3 separate regions of the Sus scrofa genome follow, and all the other regions are linked to region 1. A link is a contact called in public HiChIP or PLAC-seq data. All regions are on one chromosome and are shown on one strand. The core of a region is the stretch at or near the end of the contact, and the rest is flanking DNA. Distances in the headings are between cores, read along the strand shown.

Region 1 (4,665 bases), core at 863-3,362:
TCCCTCGGGGAAACAAAAGCCAAAAATCTGCCCCGTCCATCTGCCAGGATCCCTGGAGAAGGTTCTGCTTCCCCACCTGGGGTGGGGGTGCGGTCCCAGTACCTGTGAGATCACTGAATGGAGTCACTCCAAACTCGGCTGTGCCCAAGTCCTCCTCCTGCAGCCGCTGAGCCTTGGCCAGGTTTTGGGCAAAGATGTCCAGGCGGCGAGCGTGCTCTGGACCAAAAGGCAGTTGTCTTAGCCTGGCTCCTGAGCCCCCAGGGGCAGGAAGTGGCCACTGGCTTGACTTCAACCCACACTCACCTAGGTGAGCCCTGGCTCTTTCCTGTGGCCCTTTGCAGGCCCCAGGGCAGACACCAAGGAAGTGGTTCCCCAGCCCCCACCCCAGCATCTTCCTAGGAGGCAGAAAGAGGGGTAACTCGCCCCCAGGGAGGAAGCTGAGTCAAGAGTCTGAAGGCATAGTGATTCAGGGGAAAGTGGGGGTCAGGGGCTGGCTTCCTGCCAGGTCATCTCCTCTGTCTCTGGGTCACACCTCTGACCGCAGGTCTGTGGCTGGGAGGTGGTAGGGGAGGGTGGGGTCCGGGTCTGTGGCACAGGAAGCCCCACAGACCATCCCCCATGGGAGATGAGATGCAGAGGGCAGGAGCAGGGCTGGCAACCAACCCACCCTTGGAGTTGGGAGTTCTCGGCTTGGGGACTAAAAGGGTTTCCTTGGGTGGTTCCTGAAAGAACTCCTCGTGGGAGTTCCCATCATGGTGCAGTGGAGGTGAATCTGACTAGGAACCATGAGGTTGCGGGTTTGAGCCCTGGCCTCGCTCAGAGGGTTGGGGATCTGGCATTGCTGTGGCTGTGCTGTAGGCTGGCAGCTGTAGCTGTGATTCGACCCCTAGCCTGGGAACCTCCATATGCCATGGGTGCAGCCCTAAAAGACAGAAAAAAAAAGTCAATAAAAAAATAAAATGAGGAGTTCCCATCGTGGCGCAGTGGTTAACGAATCCGACTAGGAACCATGAGGTTGCGGGTTCGGTCCCTGCCCTTGCTCAGTGGGTTGGCGATCCGGCGTTGCCGTGAGCTGTGGTGTAGGTTGCAGACGCAGCTCGGATCCTGCGTTGCTGTGGCTCTGGCGTAGGCCGGTGGCTACAGCTCCGATTCAACCCCTAGCCTGGGAACCTCCATATGCCGCGGGAGCAGCCCAAGAAATAGCAACAACAACAACAAAAGACCAAAAAAAAAAAAAATGAAAGAAGTCCTTGTGGCTAGATGGTGGTCTGCTGCCTGGAGTCCCAGGAAAGTGGCTATGGACCAGTCAGACCCCCAACAGCTGCCACCTGCCTCCAGGTTCACAGCCAAGGATGAGCCTGTCCCCACCTGTGCATGTAACCAAGGAGAATTCCGCAGCTCTGTCACTGTCCTGCTGGCTTTGGCTCAGTGAGGACCCTGAGCTTCGATTTCCTCCTCTCTCAAATGAGAGAAGAGTTGGGCCGGAGACAGGTGCCCCATGATACCTGCTGGGTTCGAGTAACTCCGGTTGTATTGGATCTGGAACAAGGTGAAGACCTCTTTCAGCCCCATTGGCTGAGGACCTGGGTCCTGGAAAACACCAAGGGCAGGAGGGGAGGGGGAGACGAGGCGTCGTCAATGGGACCCCCACCTCAGCTCCCAGCAAGGACTGGGTGGGGGCAGCAGCCGCCAGCCTGCTCTTCTCCCTGGGGGAGCCTGGGCCCATCTATCACCTCTGTAGCCTCACCTGCTCCCTCTGAGAAATGGGAACAAGGTGCTGTTTCCAGCGGGCCGAGCCTCAGGCCTGGGGGGCACTTACCTGGCTTCTGAGGGCGTCCTTGAGGCCTTGGGCCGGGCCTGCCACCACCAGGACCAGGAGACAGGAGAGGTGGGCAGTTAGTGCCATGATGCCGCCAACCAGAGTGTCGGGGACAGGAAGCTGTGCAGAACAAGGTGGAGGGGCTGTGGGGGTGGAGCGAGAGAAACCTCAAAGGGAAACCAGGCTGGGAGGGGGAGGAGGACCCCCCAAGGCAAGGAAGACGAGGGGCCCCAGGCTTTTGTTCCTTCGGGGCCGCTGCCTGTTACCCACGCTACCTCTTTGTTCAACAGGGAAAGTGGCCGGACACAGAGCGGGCTCATCGGGGGTTTGCTGACCGCACTTGAGGTAGACAGAAGTTTTGAACAGGGGAGCGCAGGCTCCAGGAAACAGCAAGTTGCAGCATCTACTTCTTGTTCTCCATCCCCTTCCCATCACAGTCCAGGGTTAGGCATGAGGGCGGGAAGGTAGCCGACTTAGCATCTCAGAGCCAGGCTGGTGCCTAAGAACTGGGCAAGGGTGTTAACACCTGACGCTTCTGCCTTGGTTTTAAGAGGGTCCTTGGGCTGGGGAGCTCCCATGTGGTCCTTCAGGCTGGGAACCAGCACCCGAGAGCAGAAATGGAAAAAGAAAACAAAACCCCTGGCTTTCCAGGGGTTCCTTGGGAATGGGAGCGAGAGGAGGGGGAGAGCGCAGATCTGGGATTCATTCATTCGTGTGCTCACTGCCTCATTTCCTCACTCACTAGGAGTCTTCCCAAAGCTGTAAGGTCCCGTTTAGGTCCACTGCCCCCAGCAGATAGTAAGCCAAGGGACTTCTCGATTTGAAAAACAAACGAGGGATACTACCTTTATTAGAATGCAGGAAGCTCCCTTGTGGTGCAGCGGGTTAAGGATCCGGCATTGCTGCAGCTGTGGCACAGGTTCAGTCCCTGACCCGGGAACTTCCACATGCCTTGGGTGCGGCCAAAAAAAAAAAAAAAAAAAAAGGCAGTAGCCCCGACCATGCACAGAAGGGTACCTGGCTCCGTGGTTTTAGAACCAGTTATGTGTCCCAAGCTAGTTTTGGCTGTGCGTGACCTATGACTAAGGCCAATGTCAGCCCTCAGCGCTGGAGGTCCCAGGGTAGGCGCCAGAGGGTGTGTCATAAAACCAGTTTCTGGTGGCGGGATTGTGGAAATTTGGGAGAGCGGGAGGAGGAGGGACGGGGGGAGTTGAGCTGAGTGGCCTTCCTCTTTGATCCTCTCCTTCCGTGCCGCGAATGTGAGCTCCACGAGGCCAGGAGATTCGCCTCTTTTTCAATCGGGGCTGGGTCCTGGTGTGTAGCACGGAGCCTGGTCAGGGGTGGCCACTCTGCTCATTGGTTGAACAAAGGAATGAATGAACTTCCCCACCCAATCACTCATTTATTCATTCACCTGCTCAACCTGCAGCTGCAGGCTGGCACCCAGAGGGGGCTGGGCCAGGGCCTCAGGGGGCTCACTGCCTTTGAGAACCTCAGGACACAGGAGGAGGGAGATACCAACAAGATAAGGCCTTGAGGAGTTCCTGTCATGGCGCAGTCATGGCATCTGACTAGGAACCATGAGGTTGCGGGTTCACTCCCTGGCCTCGTTCAGTGGATTGGGGATCCGGCATTGCCGTGAGCTGTGGTGTAAATCCCGGATGGTGGCTCGGATCTGGCGTGGCTGTGGCTGTGGCTGTGGCACAGGCCCGCATCTATAGCTCCAATTCGACCCCTAGCCTGGGAACCTCCATATGCCACAGGTGCAGCCCTAAAAAGACGAAAACAAAACAAAGATAAAGCCTTGCAAGGTGACTTGGAGCAGAAGAGAAGAGGGCAGGGAAAGTCATTCGGGCCCGAGGGGACAGGAGAGGCGTTCTGAGGCGGCAACTCCGAGTGGGAGGCACACCCAGGCGTAAGTGCAAAGCTGGGCTGTCTGAGTCACGGAACTGTGCACCCGGACATTCCCCCCTGAGCTTCAGCTCCTCACCCTAAGGGGCACGGAAGACACCTTCGAGTAGACAACATCAGTGGAGCACCAACCGCCTAGGCTGGCACAAAGTCGCTGTTCAAAGGGTGGGTCCTTTGTGCTCTACTGCAGGGCAAAGAGCCCAGAGAGTCTTGGATTTGAGTTCAAATCCTGTCCTTACCTCTTGGCTGTGCCTGGACACACCCCAGCCCCTCTCATCTGTGAAATGGGATGGTAATGGCACCCCTTCCCTGGCTTGGCAGGAGAATTGCATGAGTTCCTGGAATGGTTAGATCTTGATAATCAACAATCATTGTTTTGTTTTGGTTTTTTTTTTTGTTTTTTGTTTTTTGTTTTTTTTTTTTTTGGCTATACCTGCGGCATGCATCATTTCCCAGACCAGGGATCAAACTTGCATGAAGGTAGTGACGATGCTGGATCCTTAACCCACTAAGCCACCAGGGAACTCCTGAGTATTTTTTTTTAAATAACAACTTTAAGCGTTTCCCTCGTGGGTTCGATTCCTGGCCTTGATCAGAGGGTTAGGATCCGGGGTTGCCGTGAGCTGTGGTGTGGGTCACAGATGCAGCTTGGATCCCATGTTATGTGGCTGTGGTGTAGACCGGGTCTGCACGTCAACTTCCACGAGGGCTACTGCTGCGTGGACACTCAGGGCCAGCAGCTGCAGCTCCAATCCAACCCCTAGCCTGGGAACTTCCTTATGCCGCGGGTACGGCCCTTAAAAGCAAAAAATAAAAAATAAAATAACAACTTTATTGAGCTATCATTTTGGGGGGTCTGCCTGAGGTACATGGAAGTTTCAGCGCCAGGAATTTAACCTGTTCTATAGTAGTGACCCAAGCTACTGCTGTGACAA
Region 2 (4,665 bases), core at 926-3,425, 190 kb after region 1:
TCCCTAGTTTGAGAGCCCAGCTGGAGCAGGACCCCGAGAAAGCCCCGTCTAAGAGGACAGAGAGAGCGCCGAGGGAGCAAAAGCTGGGGTGACGCAAAGACAAGACCCCAGTCTTTCCCTGCGCCCCTGCCCATCGTGCCCACTCACTTAGTTTCTCCTGGGAGCTCAGCTTCAGCATCTCTCGGTCGGCTGAGGTCACAATCACGTTGTTGCTGCCCTGCTCCCGCACCAGCTCCTTGATGTCTGCAACCACAGCCCCGGAGGCGTCAGCAGGACCTCGAGGCATCTACGCGCCACTCCCTGTTCTGCACCGCCACCTTCAGTCCTGAAGGGAAGCCACCTACCTCGGAGGGGCCCAGAGTCCTCCATCCGGGGAAGCAGCTCCTGAGCAGAGAGAAAAGGATGAGGGAGCAAACAAGGCAAAAAGTGGGCTCAGGACGGGCTCCCAGGAGAAGAGAGGGGGAGGCCGAGGGCCAGAGCCACTCACCGAGACCTGGTTGAAGCCAAACACGGAATGCTGAGAGCTACAGCGTACAGGGGGTGTGGAACTCACTTTCCGAAATACTGTCATCTCCACTCCGGGGTCCCTAGCAGTGGAAAAGGAACATCAGCTTTGAGCTGCCCTTTTCTCTTCATACAGTTCGTCCTCCGCCATCCCCACTGCTTCTCCCTCCACAGGGATCCCCCTTACAAATCCAGGGCCAACACAAAGAACAACTGGCCGCTCGCTCATGAAGCCAAGGTTCCCTAAGCCCCTTCATTCTCCAATGCTCAGGCCCAGGCACCAAGACTCCGCCATTCCCAGCATAGGCCCTGCCCCCGCCTACCTGGGCAGACTGCTGTCCCCCTGGGCAGGCTCTTCCTCTGGGTCCCCCATGGTAGAGTTGCGCTTCTCCACAATCTCGCCCTGGTCGAACATAGCATGCAGCCGATAGTTCACAGTCTTGATGGTAGCGAAGATGACAGCCACCACAAGGCAGTACACACCAGCCACCATCAAGCTGGGGGGCAGGACCTGGGGGCGGCAGCAAGTCAGGTCCCTCTTCACACAGCCCTGTCCCTACCACCTACCACCACAGTCAGGACTAGGACACACAAATTCATTAAACTCCATCACGCCTGCCGGCTGCTAATACAAAGACCCTGCGAGGCAGCCCTATCTCCAGCATAACTGGAATGAGATTAAGTGAGATTCAAGGTCACCCAGGCCAGGGAAATTCTGGCCTCTCTTCCACACACTCCAGACTCCGCAGTGAATCCTCTTCCCACACCCCAGCGCCCCAGCCACAGCCCAGAATCCCTGCCAGGTTGCACCCCTTCGTGACATCTGCCCTCCCTTTCCCCGGCACGAGTTACAGGTGGCCGCAGCATCTCACCATATACAGCAAGAAAGGAAAGGTGAGCAGGAAGATCCAGACATAGAGATGGAAGCAGTTGGAGAAGGTGCTCTGGTGTGGGTCGAAGAACCAACCGCCGGTGAGCGAGGCCCACACCCCCTGGCGCAGGATCTGCAACACCTGCGACCCCATGGCCCCGCCGCTGCTGCGCGCGCCCCCCTCCCGGGACCCTCATGGGGGCGGCCCCCGGCCCATGCCCCGCCTGGCGCCCGAGGGCCCCGGGGCCCAACCTCGCGCTCACGCCATGGCCTCCCCCAGCGGGGGAGAGGGGTCGGTGGGGCGAGGGTGCGGGCAGGGGGCGGGGCCGGCCAGGGCAGTCAGTGGTGCGAGACCCAAGAGCCGGGGTGGAGCCGCATCAGGGGTGGGGTCCAGGCCCCCACCCCCGGCCCAGAACTGCTCCTAAGGGCCGGACCGGCGGGCAGGCGCAGGGCACGGGCCGGGCACCGGTCGGCGGCATCCAGAGGTGGGCGTGGGGTGGGTGCTCCGGGGGTGCAGACGACGGCTCCCACGGTTCCGGCCCGGGGAGAGCCCCGGGACCCTGAGGTCCACTTCCGGGGTCACAGGTCACTCGCTTTGGGCTCCGCGGTCGCCCCGCTTCTGCGGGAGCCGACCCAAGGGGGAGGCCGGAAGAAGGAGCCGCGAGCCGCCAACCTGCAGTGGCGCATGCGCCCGACGAGACCAGTTGGGACCCGGAAAAGGAAAACCTTTCGGCTCGAATGCGCAAGCGCAGGGAGGTGGTGGACCGATAAGAAGCGGGAGAGCCCGCTGGGCTTGCGCAGCTGAGGAAGGGACGATCCAAAAGGCACAAGTCCTTGAGCGCATGCGCACACCTAAGCGATGCCAACCTAGCCGCGATCACTGGGCGGAACGCGAGGGAAGAGTTACTAGAGGCGAGGAAAAGGATGGAGGCGTGGACACCCCTGGGGGCTAAAGCCACAGTTGTGCGCTACTGGAGCAAGCCCCTCTAGGTGCGCCCTTTTTAGCGCTGGACGTCAAACGTCACGAGCGGCCTCTACTTCCGGGTCAGAGCTCAAACTCAGAGTGTAGAGAGAACAGGCAGGACTAGTCGAAATAGGATAGTGTCGTTTTTCTTAAAGTGACAGGCTCAAGGCAAGGGGGTCCGTCGCGCGGTTGCGAGAGCGATTTAGCTATTCCAAGTGCCATCACTGGACAAATTTCAGGAGCACAGTCTCAGGTTTCCATCCCTTCTTGGGAAAGAGGCATGAATTGTTTCCCAGGTGAAGGGAAGCAGTAAATCTTAGACAACGCGTTCCAAGAGCTCCAAGTGCAGCCAGTTTCGTCCTCCATTCTTGCCTACCCCCACTGCCAGCTCTGCAAAGCGGAGCTCCTGGCCCCAGTTTCAGACATGAAGAGAATGAAGCGCAGAGAAAGGGTCACACGGCCCTGCAACTTCGGAGCCAAGACCACACTCGGGTTTGCCCCTCTTCCAAGCCAGGATCTTTCCCCCAGTTTTACAGATGCAGACGTAGAGGGCGGGGACGGTCCCTCCTTAGCAGAAACCAACCTCGACCTTAAACCTGTTGTCACGGGAGGTGGGGGCTACGGGCTACACTTCCTCTCCTTCTGCCTCTCATTGCCCGCCTACCCGGTAACTCCCAGACCAAATCGCCCTGCAGCCTCTGGGAGGGGAGCGGTGCTACCCGCCCGCGTCATCTGATGCTGTTTCCTGCAGGAGAGAGAACAGCGGAAAAAAGTGAAACTCCACCCTCCACCTCTGCCTCCCGCCCCCGGGGCCAAAGTACAAAGGGAGGAGGAAGAAGGGAACGGGGTTGGAGCCATCGGGTCGCGAGAGCTGAGCCAGGAAGAGGCAGCTCAACCTAGAGACACTCCAGCCACCCCCCTGCGCAGAGACCCAACGGGAGTCCAGGCACTGCCCCTCGCTGGCCCCACCTTTCACTTGGCGGGTGCTGGAGCTCGGCTCCCAGGACTGCTCTGGACTGAGGGACGCCCGGGCCCCTCTGTGCCGGCCATGGTGAGACATCGGAGGCCCTGGGGGTCCACCCCCCCAGCCTGACCACACTGCTTCCCTAGGTCGCCCTCCTCCGGAAGCCCGAGATGCGGTGGGCCGGGAGGCGACACTCCTGGCTCCCCAGAGAGGCGTGGGTCTGGGGCTGAGGGCCAGGGCTCGGATGCCCAGGTTCCGGGACTAGGGCCTCGGCCGTCAGCAAGGGTGGGGACCGGGGCACCCAGGGAAGGTCCCCCACACCCGCCAGTGCCAGCTCCCAGCTATGGAGCCCTTGAAGAACCTCTTCCTCAAGAGCCCCCTGGGGTCATGGAACAGCAGTGGCAATGGGGGCAGCGGGGGCAGTGGCAGCGGAGGTTGGCCAGAGGGGTCCCCGAAGGCTGCAGCTTATGCCAACCCTGTGTGGACAGCCCTGTTTGACTACGAGCCCAATGGGCAGGACGAGTTGGCCCTGCGGAAGGGCGACCGAGTGGAGGTGCTGTCCCGGGATGCAGCTATCTCGGGTGACGAGGGCTGGTGGGCGGGCCAGGTAGGTGGCCAGGTGGGCATCTTTCCGTCCAACTATGTGTCTCGGGGCGGTGGTCCCCCCCCCTGCGAGATGGCCAGCTTCCAGGAGCTGCGGCTGGAGGAGGTGATTGGCATCGGTGGCTTCGGCAAGGTCTACCGTGGCAGCTGGCGGGGTGAGCTTGTGGCCGTGAAGGCAGCTCGCCAGGACCCCGATGAGGACATCAGCGTGACAGCTGAGAGCGTGCGACAGGAGGCTCGGCTTTTCGCCATGCTGGCACACCCCAACATCATTGCCCTCAAGGCCGTGTGCCTGGAGGAGCCCAACCTGTGCCTGGTGATGGAGTATGCTGCCGGTGGGCCCCTGAGCCGTGCCCTGGCTGGGCGGCGCGTGCCCCCCCATGTGCTCGTCAACTGGGCTGTGCAGATTGCCCGTGGAATGCACTACCTGCACTGCGAGGCCCTGGTGCCTGTCATCCACCGAGACCTCAAGTCCAACAACAGTGAGTTCGGGGGAGCGTGGCCGGAGGGTGGCATGGCCCAAGCAGACAGCTGCTGCCGGCTCTTAGCTGAGCCGACCCAGGGGTTTCCTAGAAGTGGCAGCTCCTGCCCAGGATTGTCTCAGGTCCCTGGGGGGACCCGTAGGCTCACATCAGTGCCAAAGCAGGAACCCCAGGCACCCAACAGAGCCCCAGCAGGAGTCCCTAACCCCAGCTCACAGCTGCCAAGTTAAAAAATGGGAATCTCGGAGTTCTTGGCGGCTCAGTGGATCAGGGATCT
Region 3 (4,665 bases), core at 815-3,314, 150 kb before region 1:
GCTAATTTGGCCTGAAGCTCCTGAGCAGCCCAGGCACCATAATGCCCAGGAGGCGGCGGCGGCGGCAGCTGCAACTCTCCTTTCGGAGGCTCGGGATGCTCGGCCGCCATCTTAGCCGCAGGAAGGCGCGCGACCCACCCGGAAGCTCGGGCCGGCCTCCCGGCCCGCTTCCCGGAACTTCCGGCAGCGCCATACGCCACGTCCGCTCGAGGCTGGTTAGGCGGACCACCCTCTGCGATTCGTCAATGGTCCCTAGGCGGCCTGGCCGCGAAGCCTTCTGGGAGTTGTAGTGCGCAGATCACGGTCTTTGCGGGCTCAACAGGATAGGGCCTCTGGGAGGAGGGTGGTCCGTCGCAGTACCGGGAACGCTGGGGGCCGGAGCCGGGGTGGGACTGTGGGGACCGCTGGTCCGGAGCGGAGGATGTGCTTTCTGCGTCTCGCTGACCGCTGCGCAGACCTCCCCGCCTCCGGCCCGACTCCAGCTCAGGCGGGAGAGGCCCAGGCGCAGACGTTCCCGAGGACTCATTCCCCGGGCGGCCGCGCGCTGTGGGCGCCGGGCGGGAGGTTGCAGCCGATGCCTGGGATAAAACAGTGTCTGATTGTCTGCCCGCCCACTCCCGGCCCAGGCTTGGATGAATGGCCTGAAAGGGAATCGGAGCCGGAATGGAGCGGGCCCTCCGGGCTGAGCTCCAACTGCCGACCTGGGGGAAGGGCCACACTAAAGACCCTTTTTCCACCTTCCCGGCTAGCTCAAATGTCATCTCCTAGCTCAAATGTCATCTCCGCTGAGCCATCTCCTGCCGCCTTCCTTTCCTGCTCTGGAGCTTCCATAACACGTCCAAACCTCCGTCATTTGTTTTAAAGTCTTTCTTGCCCCTTATCCACACTTCCAACCCCAAAGAAATGAGTCTTGGAGTTCCCATTACGCCTCAGCAGGTTACGAACCTGACTAGGATCCCTGAGGATGCGGGTTCGATCCAGGCCTCGCTCAGTGGGTTAAGGATCCAGCGTTGCCATGAGCTGTGGCAGCTCAGATCTGGTGTGGCTGTGGCACAGGCCAGCAGCTGCAGCTTCGATCTGACCCCTAGCATGGGAATTTTCATATGCTGCAGGTTCAGCCCTAAAAAGTAAAAAAAAAAAAAAAAAAAAAAAAAAGGCATGAATCCTTTTTACTGTCTCACAGTACCTGGCGTTAAAGAGGCGCTTAATTGGAGTTCCCTTCATGGCACAGTGGTTGACGAATCCAACCAGGAACCATGAGGTTGCGGGTTTGATCCCTGGCCTTGCTCAGTGGGTTAAGGAGCTGTGGCATAGGTCGCAGACGTGGCTCAGATCCTATGTTGCTGTGGCTCTGGCGTAGGCCAGTGGCTACAGCTCCAATTAGACTGGGAACTTCCATATGCTGCGGGTGTGGCCCTAGAAAAGACCGGAAAAAAAAAAAAAAAAGAATCGTCTTTATGGCGACAGGATAAACTCAGGCCCTTTTCTTTCCTCATCCCTAGCAGCCTACTGGCGCAGCTGACCCTGCCTGGTGCTCCCCTGCCCCACCAGTGGCCTGTGCCCCTTATGTGTCCGCCTTCACGTCTCCCTGTCCTAACTACTTCCTGCCTTTGCCACTAGCAGTGAGGTCCCTCTCCCATTCTAGCTCTGCTCTCTGACAGCCAGGCTTACCTCGCGCGCGCGCACGCGCGTGTGTGTAGGTCTCATTATCCCCATACCCCTACACTCCTCAGATCTCTCTACCATGCCCTATTTCACCAACCATCCCCAAGAGGAATACCTGGGAGCAGGGAAAAAAGAATGAGACGTCAGGTCCAGGGAAGGTGAGATTTAGGAGAGACAAAGTAAAGGACTGGGCCACGAAGCTTGCTTACATCCTAACCCTGGCTAGGAAATTCTCTTTGCTCCTGCCCGAACCTGGACTCTTCCCTTTTTCATCACTACCACCACCCCAGTCTCCTGACACTCCCAGAAAAGACAAACCCAAAAAGGAAAGAACAGTAGTGCCTTCCTCTCCAGCCTGTCTGCCCAGACAGAACCATTCCTGACCCAAAGGAAGTGTCCTCCTGGTCCCTTTTACTGGAAAGCCACGGCAGGTCATCTGAAGCCAGGGGCCTCCACGGCACAGGTTATGTGCTAAGGAAGAGGCTGGGGGTCTCAGAGGCAGGATGAACTAAGGGCTAATGGCTGAGGATGCAAAGTAACCAGGGCCAGAAAGGGACAGGCCAAGTGGGGCCTCATTTTACCATAAGAGCCCTAGGACCCAGACAGGATAGGACCCCCCCACACCCCCAGTTGTGCAGAAGGGAAGACTGAGGGACAGAGAGAAACTGACATGCCCGAGGGGCTAGACTGGGACCACGAGCAGTTCTCTGGACTCTGAGGGTCCCCAACCCTTCTCTGCCTTAACAAAAACACTCTCATGATACCCACCTGTGTGGGTCTGGAATGGAATCCACCCAAAGCTGGCAAGCTCCAGGATGCTTGCCATACCAGGCCAAGAAGGCGGGATAAAGCAGGGGTTCATGAGAACCACATAAGTAAATGTGCAGCTCTCGGGGCCTGGTATGACTTTGGGAGGTGCGGCTGCTTGGCTTCCAGGTGGTTGGAGCTAAGTGCTAAGAAGGCAATAGAGGAGTTCCCGTCGTGGCACAGTGGTTAACGAATCCGACTAGGAACCATAAGGTTGCGGGTTCGGTCCCTGCCCTTGCTCAGTGGGTTAACGATCCTGCGTTGCCGTGAGCTGTGGTGTAGGCTGCAGACGCGGCTCGGATCCTGCGTTGCTGTGGCTCTGGCGTAGGATGGCAGCTACAGCTCCGATTGGACCCCTAGCCTGGGAACCTCCATATGCCGCGGGAGCGGCCCAAGAAATAGCAAAAAGAAAGAAGAAAAAAAAAGAAGGCAGTAGAACATTCAAGACCCCTCTCACACAAGGTTCAAGCAGCGCCTTCACATTTATCACCTCTGCAGTCTCTGAACAGCTCCAAGAACAGCTCCCCACTGTAGAGCTGGAAGCAACCAGGCCCACGGAGTTGCTTCTTGACTCTGGAACTTAAGTTCAACCAGGGTAGAACCTGAGTTCTCTGACTCCTAGCACAAATGCCCAGGCAAGGGTCCCAGGCCCACTAAAGCTCTGGTCAAGAGTGAATACATTCTTGGAGTTCCCGTCGTGGCTCAGTGGTCGACGAATCCGACTAGGAACCATGAGATTATGGGTTTGATCCCTGGCCTCGCTCAGTGCGTTAAGGATTCGGCATTGCCGTGAGCTGTGGTGTAAGTCGAAGACGCGGCTCGGATCTCACACTGCTGTAGCTCTGGCGTAGGCCAGTGGCTACAGCTCCAATTTGACCCCAAGCCTGGGAACCTCCATATGCCGTGGGATCAGCCCAAGAAATGGCAAAAAGACAAAAAAAAAAAAAAAAAAGACTGAATGCATCCCGTCATGGCTCAGTGGTTAACAAACCCAACTAGTATCCATGAGGACTTGGGTTCAATCCCTAGCCTTGCTCAGTGGGTTAAGGATACGGCGTTGCTGTGAACTGTGGTACAGGTCACAGACAGTGATTCGAATTCCACGTTGCTGTGGCTCTGGCGAAGCCCAGCAGCTACAGCTCTGATTTGACCCGTAGCCTGGGAACCTCCATATGCTGCGGGTGCGGCCCTAAAAAAGATAAAACACACACAAAAAAACAGTGAGTGGGTCCAAGGTTCTGTTCACTTCAGTGGCACAGGCTCAATCCCTGGTCCAGGAACTTCAATGTGCCACTAATGTGGCCAAAAAAAAGAGAGAGAGAGTGCATCTGGATTCCTGCTGGAGAGTAGGAGGGGTCAGCCGCAGGGCTCAGCCGCAGGGGGCTGCCTCAGCAGCTGCACAGGAAGGGGTCCAGGGCGTGAGGGCAGAAGGGCCCAGGCCTGATCTGGAGCAGTGCTGGAGATGGAAAGAGAAGAGGGTAGGCGCACACAGTGGGTACTTGCACATACACCTGTCTCTACCTCCCCCGGGACCTACCACCCCAAGGATGGCCAGTGGGGCACAGGAATGCCCAGCAATGCCAGAGTACCCAGATACCTTTTAGGCCTCAGTTTCCCCTTCTGTAGAGTGGGGGCAAGGAGCTGGCCGCCTTGGTGTCCAGCCTCTACAAGGTTCCAGACTCTGCAAGGGTGCTGAGGAAAGATGCCCGCATCCGAAGATGCCACTCGGAGTGTTCCCCGGCAGCCTGTGAGTCAGGGCTGCCCCCTCCCCTCCCCACTCCTCTTCCCCTCCTCCTCCCCTGCTCGCCGGCCCCCGCCCCCGCCCCGCCTCCGCCTCCGGTGTGTGCGATGGGGGGCGGGCGGCGGGCAGAGCCAAGAGCGGAGAAGCTGAGCCGACACTGCCACCTGATCCCATCCAGGCGCGGAGAAGCGAGCGACCAGCACTCTGCTCGCAGGGCCCCCAGCGCCCTCGGCCGGAGAGCGGATTTCGCGGCAAGGATTGGGAAGTAGCGGCGACCACCCCAGCCCGGGTCAGGCGGAGCTCGCTCAGCGTGAGTACTGCAGCGGCCGGCCGGCCGGCCGGGGGCGGCAGCGGCGGGGGTGGACCGGACCGGGGATGGGGGATGCCGGCTGCGCGGGAGAGTCGCGGGGGGCAGCGCCTGAAGAGCACGAGGAAGGGGGCTCTTTGCCCGG

The links. HiChIP or PLAC-seq counts read pairs in DNA pulled down with a chosen protein or histone mark.
Region 2: an H3K27ac HiChIP or PLAC-seq map of alveolar macrophages shows a contact between it and region 1. The contact joins the promoter of MAP3K11 here to the promoter of CTSW in region 1. A contact is called at or near these places in 2 of 5 promoter capture datasets (fetal skeletal muscle and liver), 4 of 47 Hi-C or Micro-C datasets (brain, heart right ventricle, mesenteric adipose tissue and 1 more) and 1 of 2 datasets of contacts at active chromatin or transcription factors (alveolar macrophages).
Region 3: an H3K27ac HiChIP or PLAC-seq map of alveolar macrophages shows a contact between it and region 1. The contact joins the promoter of SF3B2 here to the promoter of CTSW in region 1. A contact is called at or near these places in 1 of 5 promoter capture datasets (liver), 2 of 47 Hi-C or Micro-C datasets (epiblast stem cells and liver) and 1 of 2 datasets of contacts at active chromatin or transcription factors (alveolar macrophages).

What each region holds. Positions count from the first base shown.
Region 1 is chr2:6,448,245-6,452,909 of Sscrofa11.1, forward strand. CTSW (cathepsin W) reads right to left here and starts at 2,113. Exons shown (of 11, transcript XM_003122523.4): 1 at 2,095-2,113; 2 at 1,820-1,939; 3 at 1,506-1,590; 4 at 103-216. The coding sequence starts at 1,906.
Region 2 is chr2:6,637,886-6,642,550 of Sscrofa11.1, forward strand. It overlaps MAP3K11 (mitogen-activated protein kinase kinase kinase 11), which reads left to right and starts at 2,176. Exons shown (of 11, transcript XM_021082851.1): 1 at 2,176-2,365; 2 at 3,091-4,388. The coding sequence starts at 3,647. It overlaps PCNX3 (pecanex-like protein 3), which reads right to left and starts at 2,048. Exons shown (of 34, transcript XM_021082830.1): 1 at 1,377-2,048; 2 at 828-1,015; 3 at 488-587; 4 at 345-384; 5 at 148-243. The coding sequence starts at 1,529.
Region 3 is chr2:6,293,486-6,298,150 of Sscrofa11.1, forward strand. It overlaps SF3B2 (splicing factor 3B subunit 2), which reads right to left and starts at 2,065. Exons shown (of 22, transcript XM_003122505.4): 1 at 1-2,065. The coding sequence starts at 110. GAL3ST3 (galactose-3-O-sulfotransferase 3) reads left to right here and starts at 4,312. Exons shown (of 3, transcript XM_021082815.1): 1 at 4,312-4,523.